Linked DNA regions of Mus musculus: all the other regions are linked to region 2. The links are chromatin contacts, called in public HiChIP or PLAC-seq maps. All regions are on one chromosome and are shown on one strand. Each heading gives the region's core, a stretch centred on a gene start, on an enhancer-like site or on the middle of the called end of the contact. The rest is flanking DNA. Distances are from core to core; before and after follow the strand shown. Region 1 holds the start of Elf3 (E74-like factor 3). Region 2 has its middle 16 kb from the start of Gm41955. Region 3 holds the start of Gpr37l1 (G protein-coupled receptor 37-like 1).

What was found. HiChIP or PLAC-seq counts read pairs in DNA pulled down with a chosen protein or histone mark.
Region 1: an H3K27ac HiChIP or PLAC-seq map of embryonic stem cells shows a contact between it and region 2, with 27 read pairs. The contact joins the promoter of Elf3 here to the enhancer-like site in region 2. A contact is called at or near these places in 1 of 15 datasets of contacts at CTCF or cohesin (the NIH/3T3 cell line), 20 of 484 Hi-C or Micro-C datasets (8-cell embryo, the G1E-ER4 cell line, embryonic fibroblasts and 8 more), 17 of 115 datasets of contacts at active chromatin or transcription factors (T-cell acute lymphoblastic leukemia, craniofacial prominence, embryonic hindbrain and 8 more) and 4 of 9 other capture datasets (adipose tissue, liver, macrophages and 1 more).
Region 3: a contact with region 2 is called in an H3K27ac HiChIP or PLAC-seq map of embryonic stem cells, with 9 read pairs. The contact joins the promoter of Gpr37l1 here to the enhancer-like site in region 2. A contact is called at or near these places in 5 of 39 promoter capture datasets (the 3T3-L1 cell line, the HPC-7 cell line, embryonic stem cells and 2 more), 14 of 484 Hi-C or Micro-C datasets (the G1E-ER4 cell line, embryonic stem cells, epidermal suprabasal cells and 5 more), 5 of 115 datasets of contacts at active chromatin or transcription factors (embryonic stem cells, extraembryonic endoderm stem cells and pancreatic cancer cells) and 4 of 9 other capture datasets (adipose tissue, embryonic stem cells, liver and 1 more).

The regions. Positions count from the first base shown.
Region 1 is chr1:135,255,972-135,259,788 of GRCm38.p6, reverse strand. It overlaps Elf3 (E74-like factor 3), which reads left to right and starts at 1,317. Exons shown (of 9, transcript NM_007921.3): 1 at 1,317-1,440; 2 at 2,007-2,174; 3 at 2,563-2,784; 4 at 2,915-3,010; 5 at 3,199-3,318; 6 at 3,466-3,555; 7 at 3,698-3,814. The coding sequence starts at 2,015.
Region 2 is chr1:135,216,149-135,219,692 of GRCm38.p6, reverse strand. No RefSeq gene overlaps it. Among named protein-coding and RNA genes, the nearest start is that of Gm41955, 16 kb to the right of the region's middle. Within about 2 kb of position 1,927, at least 35 of the 459 cell types and tissues checked have an H3K27ac peak or open chromatin away from gene starts, as enhancers often do. A contact at or near this core is called in embryonic stem cells, extraembryonic endoderm stem cells, intestinal crypt epithelium and 1 more, where this site is marked.
Region 3 is chr1:135,165,283-135,168,977 of GRCm38.p6, reverse strand. It overlaps Gpr37l1 (G protein-coupled receptor 37-like 1), which reads left to right and starts at 1,297. Exons shown (of 2, transcript NM_134438.3): 1 at 1,297-2,103. The coding sequence starts at 1,474.

The sequences.
Region 1 (3,817 bases), core at 68-2,567, 41 kb before region 2:
GCCCCACATTGCTTATTGGATGTTTTTGGATGAGGATAGTTATATTAAAAAGGTTTCTGGTGTTGGTCTGGGTAGTTACCCTTTAACCCATCTCTAGAGCCTGTCTCTTGAGTTTGAGGCCAGCCTGGTATATGTAGCTAGACAAAGTTTCAAAAATGAACAGAATCCTGGGACTAGAACCCATTTGTAGAATGCTTGCATAAGAAGCTCTGGGTTCAATTTCCTGCATCTCCAGAGGGATTTTGTTCTGTAGTTTTAGTTTTTCAAGACAGAGTTTCTCTGTGTAGCCCTGGCTGTCCTGGAACTCACTCTGTAGACAAGGCTGGCCTCGAACTCAGAAATCCTTCTACCTCTACTTCAGGAGTGCTGGGATTAAAGATGTGCGCTGCCCTCCTCCACCCCAATTTGTTTTTGTTTTTTAAGGGCCCCGGTAAACAGTAAATTAACATGTGCATCCTGTTTGTCTTTGTAATGACTCAAATGTTGGGCTTCTGACCACTAGAGGGCAGCAGGCAGATACTAATGGAGTGGGCGGAGAGAAGGGTAATCAGGAGCAGACCAGACTCGCGGATAAACCAAACAGCACCGCCAGCCGACCCTAGGCGAGGAGAGCGCCACAGGCACCAAGGGAAGACTTGAAGTAGTGTCTGATCTCTACCGCTTCAGCAACCATCGCGTTTGGGTGGGCTCCAGACAGGCAAAGTGCCAGCAAATGGTCTCTGTAGCTGACTAGACAGACTATCAGACCCAAACCACCACTGGACCGTGAATGTTGCCCAGTGTGTTGCCTAGCCGCTTTCAGAATCCCAGCTTCTGGGTGTTGTGGAGGAAACCCCTTAGCCTCGGTAACTTTCACCAGGCCCTTCTTGTCTCTAGACCTCTAGACAGTTGGAAGCATCAGTCTTGACCCAGCCACCGGTTCAGATTCCTTGCCTTGCTTTCTCCTCCCCAGTTCAGCCCTGGCCAGGCCCCCAGGAAGAATTTCCAGGGCCAGAGGGCAGCCTAAGGCACAGATGCCCACCCCTGCAATGTTCCCGCCACCTGCCCAGTTCAGTACCCAGGGCCCAACCCCAGAGGGTGCGGAATGACAGATTCTGACAATCATTAAACCAGCCAGGCCTGATTTCCCAGCACCGCCTGCTAGGATCTGGGCCAAGTGGCACGGAATATGCAAATCACCTGGGACAGGGAGCCCAGTCTGAAGGCCAGGAAATCCCCAGCATCCAATGAGCCACCAGCTCAGGTTACAACCGGGGACGTACGCCGAAGACCTGGAGGGGAGGAGCTCCTGCTTTGCTCTATTTAGAGCGGGTGGGGGCAGCGCCCTGGCCACACTCATCACTGCTACCTGCGGAGCCTTCGACCGCTTAGATTTCTTCCCTTCCTGTGGCCTCAGAAGCCTGCTCACCCGCCTGCCACACCGAACCCTGACACACCTCGGTACGGTCACATTCCCTAACTCTGGCTTCAGGAACCGTCCAGTGGATTTACAGTTCTGAACTTAATCACTCAGGCTTGGAGGTTCCTAGCTGGAGTGTTGGGGCTACTGTGGGTGTATTCTGGGACTGGTCAGAGACCAGATCGGTGTCTTGGAGGGACAGGGTGGCTTCTTTGGTTCAGGAGCCCACGTGATTTGTGGAGAGAGCCCCAGAAGAATTTGTATCATGGTCCCACCCGCTTTGAGATTATTTTTATTTTTCGGAGCCGAATTTCCCAGTTTGGCGCCAGCTGGCCTGACCCTTCTAGGCTCAAGAGAGCATCCAACCTCAGCTTCCCCAAGTAGCTGGCTCTTGGTGGTGATGGTGGTGGTGGTGGTGGTGGTGGTGGTGGTGGTGGTGGTGTGTGTGTGTTTGTGTGTGTGTGGTGGAGGGGGGGGGTGTTGAAGAGAGAATGTCTACAGCAACACTGAACTTCCTGCCTCTCGGCTGTTGCTGCCCAGGCTTTGCCAGACAGAAATGGAAGTGTACCCTGACCTGTACCCTCCCCACCTTGTCTCCTCTTCCCAGGGGCCCTCATGGCTGCCACCTGTGAGATCAGCAACGTTTTTAGTAACTACTTCAACGCCATGTACAGCTCAGAAGACCCCACCCTGGCTCCTGCTCCTCCGACTACCTTTGGCACTGAAGACTTGGTGTTGACCCTGAACAACCAACAGATGACACTGGAAGGTCCAGGTGAGTGCTGTGTAAAATCTTTACAGACAGGACACCAATGATCTGAGAGGCTCTTAGATGATAAATGGACAGGGAGGAAGGGTATCCTGGAGTTAGTGGCTGGGGAGGATTTATTCATTCATATGTTTGTGTAGTACTGGGGAAAGAACCCAAACAAGACCTTATTTATGCTAGACTGTGTTCCTAGTCCCGAGAAGACTGTAGTGGCTGAGGTGGTGGGAATATAAGAACTGTGGTGACAGATTAAGGGAGGATGAACTTGAGAACTAGCCATGTTGTGATTGTGGATATGTATCTGTCCCTCTCCGCCCCTCCTCGGGTTGTGTAGGACCTCAGACAAGATCCCAAAGGGACAGGACTGATCCTCTGGCTGTACTCCACCTTGCAGAGAAGGCAAGCTGGACTAGCGAGCGGCCCCAGTTCTGGTCGAAGACCCAGGTTCTGGAGTGGATCAGCTACCAAGTGGAGAAGAACAAGTATGACGCCAGCTCCATCGACTTCTCCCGCTGCGACATGGACGGAGCCACCCTCTGCAGCTGTGCGCTGGAGGAGCTGCGGCTAGTCTTTGGACCTCTGGGAGACCAGCTCCATGCCCAGCTTCGGGACCTCAGTAAGTCTAGGCTGGGAGCCACAGGGCCTAGAGAGTGAGCGAGGTGGCTGGGACTTGGGCAGGAGGGTGCAGCCATCGAGCCCCTGCCGGAACCATGGTCAGTGACGCTCTCCCTCCCTGCCTCCGCCAGCCTCCAACTCTTCTGATGAACTCAGCTGGATCATCGAGCTGCTGGAGAAGGATGGCATGTCCTTCCAAGAGAGCCTAGGCGACTCGGGCCCCTTTGGTGAGAACCCATTTTCTCCCTTTTTCCTCCCTAGCTTGTCTTGTCCCATCTGTAACTCCTCCAGAGTGCTAGAGATATTCTCTCCCAACTTGAAAATAAGTCCATAGTCATTTCTGTGGTCCCTGGAGGGTCGTGCCTGTCCTTGCTGGTATCCTGGGCCTCTCTAAGCTCTTAACTTCTTTTCTCAGATCAGGGAAGTCCTTTTGCCCAGGAACTCCTGGATGATGGCCGCCAGGCCAGTCCCTACTACTGCAGTACCTATGGCCCTGGAGCGCCCTCCCCCGGCAGCTCTGATGTCTCCACTGCAAGTAAGTCCTGCCCTTGCCACAGCCTGCCTTCTCCAAGTGCCCTAGAGTGCATCGAGTTCTTAGAATACTCATTCAGTATCTGAAGTCTGGGTAGGCAGTGACTGGGTAGGCTGGCCCTGGCATTGAAGTGGTATTTTTCACCCCTAGGGACCGCTACTCCCCAGAGTTCCCATGCTTCTGACTCCGGTGGAAGTGATGTGGACCTGGACCTCACCGAGAGCAAGGTCTTCCCTAGAGGTGAGTTGAGGGCTGTTCTTGGGGGTCCTGTCCATGGGGTCTAGCCACTCCCCTCTGCCCTATGGCTGCAGTTTCTGTAGCAAGGCTCCCTGTTGACACCCTGCCCTTACCTTCTCTTGACCTTCCAACCCCCTTCCCATAGATGGCTTTCCTGACTATAAGAAGGGGGAACCCAAGCACGGGAAGAGGAAACGGGGGCGTCCCAGAAAGCTGAGCAAGGAATACTGGGACTGTCTGGAGGGCAAGAAGAGCAAGCACGGTA
Region 2 (3,544 bases), core at 678-3,177:
CTGCAACGCCAGTTCGGAGGATTTAATGCTCTTTTCCAGCCTCCGTGGGCACCAGACCAGTACATAGCGCACACATACACATAGAGCGAGCATTTAATGCACAAACATATATACAGGCAAAACGCTAATACACACCAGGCAGTGTGGCACACCCCTTTAATCCCAGCACTCGGGCGGCAGATGCAGGTGAATCTCTAAGTTCGAGGCCAGCCTGGTCTACAGAGCTAGTTCCAGGACAGTATGGGTTACACAGAGAGACCCTGTCTTGAAAAACCAAAACAGGGGGCTGGAGAGATGGCTCCATGGTTAAGAGCACTGACTGCTCTTCCAGAGGTCCTGAGTTCAATTCCTAGCAACCACATAGTGGCTCACAACTATCTGTAAAGGGATAGATGCCCTCTTCTGGTGTGTCTGAAGACAGCAACGGTGTGCTCATATAAATAAAATAAATAAATAATTCTTAAAAAAATAATGTGATTTAAAAAAGAAAGAAAAACCAAAACAAACTAAACCAAACACTCACCCACATAAAATGAAAGTAAATTAAACTTTAAAAAAGGGTCCATAGTTTAGATCAGGGAATACATCTGCTTTTTGTGAGTTGAGTTTTTCCTTTTCCTTCTTTCTTTCTTTCTTTCTTTCTTTCTTTCTTTCTTTCTTTCTTTCTTTCTTTCTTTCTTTCTTTCTTTCTTCCTTCCTTCCTTCCTTCCTTCCTTCCTTCTTTCCTTTCTTCCTTCCTTTCTTTCTTTCTTTCTTTCTTTCTTTCTTTCTTTCTTTCTTTCTTTCTTTCTTTCTTTTTTGTTGTTTCGTTTTGTAGTTGTTGTTGTTGTTGCTGTTGTTGTTGTTGTTGCTGCTGCTGCTGCTGCTGTTTGGTTTGGTCTGTTTTCCATTGAGATAGGTTGTCACTACATATAGCCCAGGCTGAACCTGATCATCTTTTGTCAGCTTTTCAAGTGCTAAGACTATATAGGGATGTCCTGCTATAGTGCCATGTCTGGCTTCTAAGTCATTTTGGGGAAGTTTTCAGGGAAGTTTTTGAGTTTGGGGGGGTGGGGGTGGGGTGAGGGTGGCCTGGAACTGCGGGTGACTTTGAATTTCTGGCCCTTCTGTCTTCACCTTCTGTGTGTTGTGATTACAGGCATGGATCACACCCTATTTATGTGGTACAATAGATCAAACCCTGAGCTCCACACTTACTGTGTTAGCATGTACCAAATGAGTTATGTCCCAAGCCTTGGTAAGCCATCTTTACATTGGACTTGGATAGTATAGTCATGATAGTGAAAAATGGTATATAATAGGATTATATCTGGGCAGTGAAGCCAAAGGGCTCTGCTGAAAAATAAACAGTGAGGCAGAGGACACCAAGGTACCTGCCACAGGGTCAAAGGGTCAAAGGGAGGAAGGTGATGCCAAGTTGGGCCCAGGTGAGGATCACCTTGGTAACCTTGCTCAAAGATTCCAAAAACTCCTTGCAGTTGCTAAGGCTGTCTGCAACAGCATCCGTAGGCCAGAGCATCATAGTAGAGAAGAGCTAAGCCTAGCACTAAAGCTAGACTTAGGTGCACAGGACAAGTGTAGACAAGTCCCAGGCTTGGTGTGACACTGTACCATGGACCCTGGGGGAAAGTGAGTGGGACTGTCCCCTGCCTGCTGATATCTTAGACAACCAGGGCCGCCGTATGCTTTTGCTACTCCAGAGATTTAGAATAGGCCAAACTGTGTTTTTCAGCCACCCAAGCAACCTGGGGGGTGGGGTGCGGCCCTGCTACCCAGTTCCCAACCTCCTTTGTAGCCATGGGTTCCAAGGTTGATGTAACCTGAACTGCTCTCATTTGTGTGTGGGCGGGTGTGGTCCTGTGAGTCCCGGGCCAGTGAATGGGGCTCTGTCAGCTGCGCAGGGTGCCAGCGCTCTGCAAATAGATTGAAGTCACGAACCCAACAAAGGGTTCAGCTGGGTTGTCATTGAGGCTGCAGCAACTGTGACTGCACAGGGTGGGGCTGCTGACCAGTGTTCCTGCTCCGGTCTGCTTTCGATTATCCCAGGAGACAGGCTCCCCAAGGGACCGATGAAAACGATTAGTTGGGGGAGCACAGGGCCCTGAGAGCCTTCTGGAAACATCCCAGTAGGAGGAGTGAGGGCAGGTGGGGACCAGGTGAAACTGCCTTTTCTGGTATCTTTCCCCACGGTCCTTTTTGCAGAGAAGAAAATCTATACTGCAGGGATCAGTTCAACAAGGAGAGAACAAAAATTCGGGTTGAACCCCAAGCCAATTCCAGGGGCAGGAGTGGAAAGAGAAAGAAGAGAAAGCAAAAGTTCTGGTTGTCCTCTTTAGGCCAGAGGTTCTTCAGGCTGGAAGTGGGTACCCTGAGGCCTCCAGACACAAATAGAAAATCAACATCTGTATTCTCTCAACAAACACCTCTGGAGGGCCTTAGGTTTTTTCCATGTTTTAGTGTTGAAAATGGAACCCTGGGCTCCATGTATGTATGCAAGGCCAGTGCTGTACAGTAGCCCCAAGCACACATATGTTCATGCTCTTAACTGTTTGTTTGTTTGTTTGTTTGTTTAGAGTACTTCTTCATACTGAAGCCAAAGCTAAAACAGACATCGATTCTCTTTCTTTGTTTGCTTGAGACAAGTTTCTCTGTGTAGGAGACAATGAAAAGAAAAACAGGATAAGAGAATCTGAGTATTCATTTTGGAGAGACAAATGACAAGTTTATGAAGAATAGGGGTGTTTAAAAGGGGGAAATATGGGGCTAGAGAGATGGCTCAGTGGGTAAGAGGACTCCCTGCTTTGTCCACAGCCAGAGTCTGGTTCCTGGAACTTGCTCTGTAGACCAAGCTGGTCTCGAACTCACAGAGATCCACCTGTCTCTGCCTCCCAAGTGCTGGAGTGCATGTGCTACCACACACAACACTATTCTTTTATTTTTGACATAGGGTCTCACTATATAGCCCTGGCTGGTCAGACGAACCAGGCTGTCTTTTGGATTTATAGAGATCCACTTGCCTGGGCCTCCTAAATGCTGGGCTTAATGGTGTACGCCACTATCCCTGGCCACAGTTTTGATCATGGGATTTGTTCTCTCTCTTTCTATAAGGTACAGGACTATTTGATTTATTCTTGCTTCAGTTGTGTCACTTGTACCTGTGACACTTTGGTTTCCAAACACCGCTTTGGTTCTTGCTATGTCCTGTCACCCTGGAATTTGAAGGCTATTTCCGATCAGTCTGGGGATATTTTCTTGACTTAGTTCAGTGATGTCTCCTTTACTTTGATCCCCACCCTTTTTTCAAAAACAACAAAAACATTTTGAGACGGGGGTCTTACTATGTAGTTTCTCTGTGTAGCTTTGGCTATCCTGGAACTCAATTTATAGACCAGTCTGGGTTTGAAATCACAGAATCTGTCTGCCTCTGTCTCCCAACTGCTGACATTAAAGGTGTGCACCACCAAGCCTGCCTTATTTCCCCCTTTTAAACACCCCTATTTTTCATAGGTGTGTCATTTGTCTCTTCAAAATGTCGATTCAGTTT
Region 3 (3,695 bases), core at 48-2,547, 50 kb after region 2:
GCCTTTCACTGCATCTGCCAGGCCAAGGTGTAATCATTGATTTACATCTCTATTTCCTTTCTCTTGACCACACTTTCATAATTTTAATTTCATATTATTATTATTATTATTATTATTGGTTTTGTTTTCATGTAGTTCCAGTGCTGGAGACAAAACCCAGGGCCTCAAACATGCTAGGCGAGGACTCCCACTAAGATATGCCGCCATCCTAGAGTGTCGTGTTTGGAATTTTTCCTTGTAGCTGCTTTCCTTTGGGAGTCTGTGTGGCTAGAAGGCAAGGAATGGGCTCTTGCCTGCTGAGACCAGCATTGAGTTCAAAGGCTATGGAGTCAACTCCATGTTTGAACTTGTGTCAACTACATAGTTATTAAGACTACCACAAATCTTAAAATTTGAACTTGAGATCACAACAGCACTGCCCCACGAAACATATTAAGAACCGTCAAGAGGGCTGGTGAGATGGCTCAGTGGGTAAGAGCACCCGACTGCTCTTCCGAAGGTCCAGAGTTCAAATCCCAGCAACCACATGGTGGCTCACAACCATCCGTAACGAGATCTGACTCCCTCTTCTGGAGTGTCTGAAGACAGCTACAATGTACTTTCATTTCATATAATAAATAAATAAATAAATAAATAAATAAATAAATAAATAAATAAAAATAAATCTTAAAAAAAAAAAAAAAGAACCGTCAAGAACCCAGCTGATAGATGTTGGTGGCTTGCATCTTTAATCCTAGTGGTCAGGAGGCAGAGGCAGATGGATCTCTGAGTTCGAGGACAGCCTGGTTTATAGAGTGAGTTTCAGGACAGCCAGGGCTACATAGAGACCCTGACTTTAAAACAGACAAACAAACAAATAAACAAACAAACTCCAGAAGAATGGTACACCTACCCATGAATCCAATAGTTTTGGCAATTATTATAATTCAAGTTTTGACCTTGGCAAATTAAAAAAAAAAAAAAGGCGCAAAACCAGGATCTTGCTATGTAGCCCAAGCTGGCCTTGAACTCTGTCCCCCGTCTCAACTTCCCAAGGGCTGGGATTACAGGCCATAGTCACCATACCGAGCCTATCTTTCTGTTTTGAATGTAGGATCTGCCTTAGAACTGGGTAGAACTGGGAGATCTATGCTCCAATTATAGTCTGCCTCTCCATCACCTGAAAACCTCATTTCCCCGGTTGCAGTGATTGGAGCAGGTCCCTCGAGGGATCCTCAATCTGCCCCGCTGTGGTCTCAGAGCCTGAAAACGGATGTGGTCGGGAATGCAATGTGTGCGGCCAGGACAGACAGCTCAGTGTCCAGCAGAGGGCCCTGGCTAGACCATGGCCAACAGGATGGGAGGAAGGGCCATCCATGCCAGACGCCTGACTGGAGGCGGACCCAGCTGCCAGCTGCCTCTCTTAATTCCACGCAGCCCTTAGGTCCCCTCACCCTCACCTCTCCGAGGCAGCTGTGCCCTGCTTTCCTGGCCATGCGGTGGCTGTGGCCCCTGGCTGTGTCTCTTGTTGTAGTGTTGACTGTGGGGCTGAGTGGGGTCTCTGGGGCTGCCACCTCATCTTTAGGTGGGCATAGAGCCAAGGTCCAGGAGCAGCAGAGTCGACCCCGAAGAGGCACCAAGGACGAGGGGCCCAAGGAGGTACAGCACTATGTACCCGAGGAGTGGGCTGAATATCCCAAGCCCATCCATCCTGCTGGCCTGCAGCCCACCAAGACTTTGGAGGCCACTAGCCCCAACCCAGACAAGGATGGGGCCACCCCAGGTAATGGACAAGAGCTGAGGGTCAACCTGACCGGGACGCCAAGTCAGAGGCTGCAGATTCAGAACCCCCTGTATCCGGTGACCGAGAGCTCCTACAGCGCCTACGCCATCATGCTCCTGGCTCTGGTGGTGTTTGCTGTGGGTATCGTTGGCAATCTGTCTGTCATGTGCATTGTGTGGCACAGCTACTACTTGAAGAGTGCCTGGAACTCTATCCTTGCCAGCCTGGCTCTCTGGGATTTCCTGGTCCTCTTCTTCTGCCTCCCAATTGTCATCTTCAATGAGATTACCAAGCAAAGGCTACTCGGGGATGTTTCTTGCCGGGCAGTGCCCTTCATGGAGGTGAGTATGTCTTTCTATAGCCTAATTATAGGCTAAAACCAGGGAAGGGGCTCCAGTGTCTGCAAAGATCTGTAGGTGTGTATAATCCCAGCACGCTGGCATTTCCAGTTTTCTCTGTGTCATTGGGGAAGGAGACAAACCCTATCAGGGAGGGAGACAAACTCAATATTGGCTTCTGGTAGCTCTCAGGAAAGCAAGTCAAGCCAGATGAACAGGCAGGTGTACAAGACCACTGGCTTGGGACCAACCCGGTCTTCTTCTTTTGGAGTAGCTGCACAGAGGACTCACCCTTTTCTAGAGAAAATTCTGAGCTGTCTGTCTCTGATGGGTGGTTCCCCTGACCCCCAAGTCTTTGGGGGTCTCCTTTTTTCTTTTACTGTGTCTCTTGCCACCTGCCTTGTACCCATGGCTCCTGTTTTTAACCCTTTGGTATCCCAACATCCTAGCAATTTCTTACTAACACCCCAGGTTGAGTCTGTGTTTATTCCCTGTGGATGCAAACACCAGGACAGGCCCTTCTTCCTTTTCTCATTGAGATTATTGTCACCTTCCTTCAAGGTCATCTCCATTACTGTCCTCCTAAGGCCTCTCTGAGAGGCAAGTCCTACTTCTGGGTACTTATAGAAACAGTAGTGTCAGCTCTGTCACTGTATTTTGCTTGTTGCTGGACATATCTCATCTCTTCTCCTGCTTCCTTAGCATGGAGGGTAGACCAGATGACCTTTCTAGCTGGTTTGCTCTATAATTCTGAAGTATAGTGCTGAACCCCCTTGAATGGGGACTTTCTTGTTAAGATAAGCACATGGGTGAAAATGGCTGTGTGGACCACAGGGAGACAGCTTAATCAAATCACTGCACACATCTACCCATGCGTGAGGGCTGTTCTATCAATGATAGTACCAAACAGCGGCCAGCTTTCTCTCTCTCTCTCTCTCTTTCTCATTCTCTTAATTTTTTTTAAAGACAAGAGTTCACTCTATAGCTCAGCTGATGTGGTACACACTGTGTAGACCAGGCTGGCCTCAAATTTACAGTGATTCTTTGCCTTGGCCTAGTATTTCTTTCCTTGTTTATTTATTAATTTGTGTGTGTGTGTGTGTGTGTGTGTGTGTGTGTGTGTGTGTGTGTGTGTGTGTGTGTGTGTATGTATTTGGGTGTGGATGTGGATGTGTGGATGTGTGTGTGTGTGTGTATGTCCTGTAGCTCAGGCTAGCTTCAAATTTTTTTTTTGTTGTTGTTGTTTTTGGTTTTTTTTTTCGAGACAGGGTTTGTCTGTAGCCCTGGCTGTCCTGGAACTCACTCTGTAGACCAGGCTGGCCTCAAACTCAGAAATCCACCTGCCTCTGCCTCCCAAGTGCTGTGATTAAAGGCATGTGCCACCACTGCCCAGCCCTAGCTTCAAATTTACTATGTAGTAAGTTCAGGGCTGACCCTGAATTCCTCTGTTTCCCTTGTTTCTATCTCCATTCTAAAGTGCTGAGATTGTAGGCATGTACTTACCACAGTCAAGTTTATTTTTCCTTTTTTTAAAGATAGGGTCTCACTATGTCATCCAGGCTGGTTTACAATCATACTCACAAAGACCTCCTGAT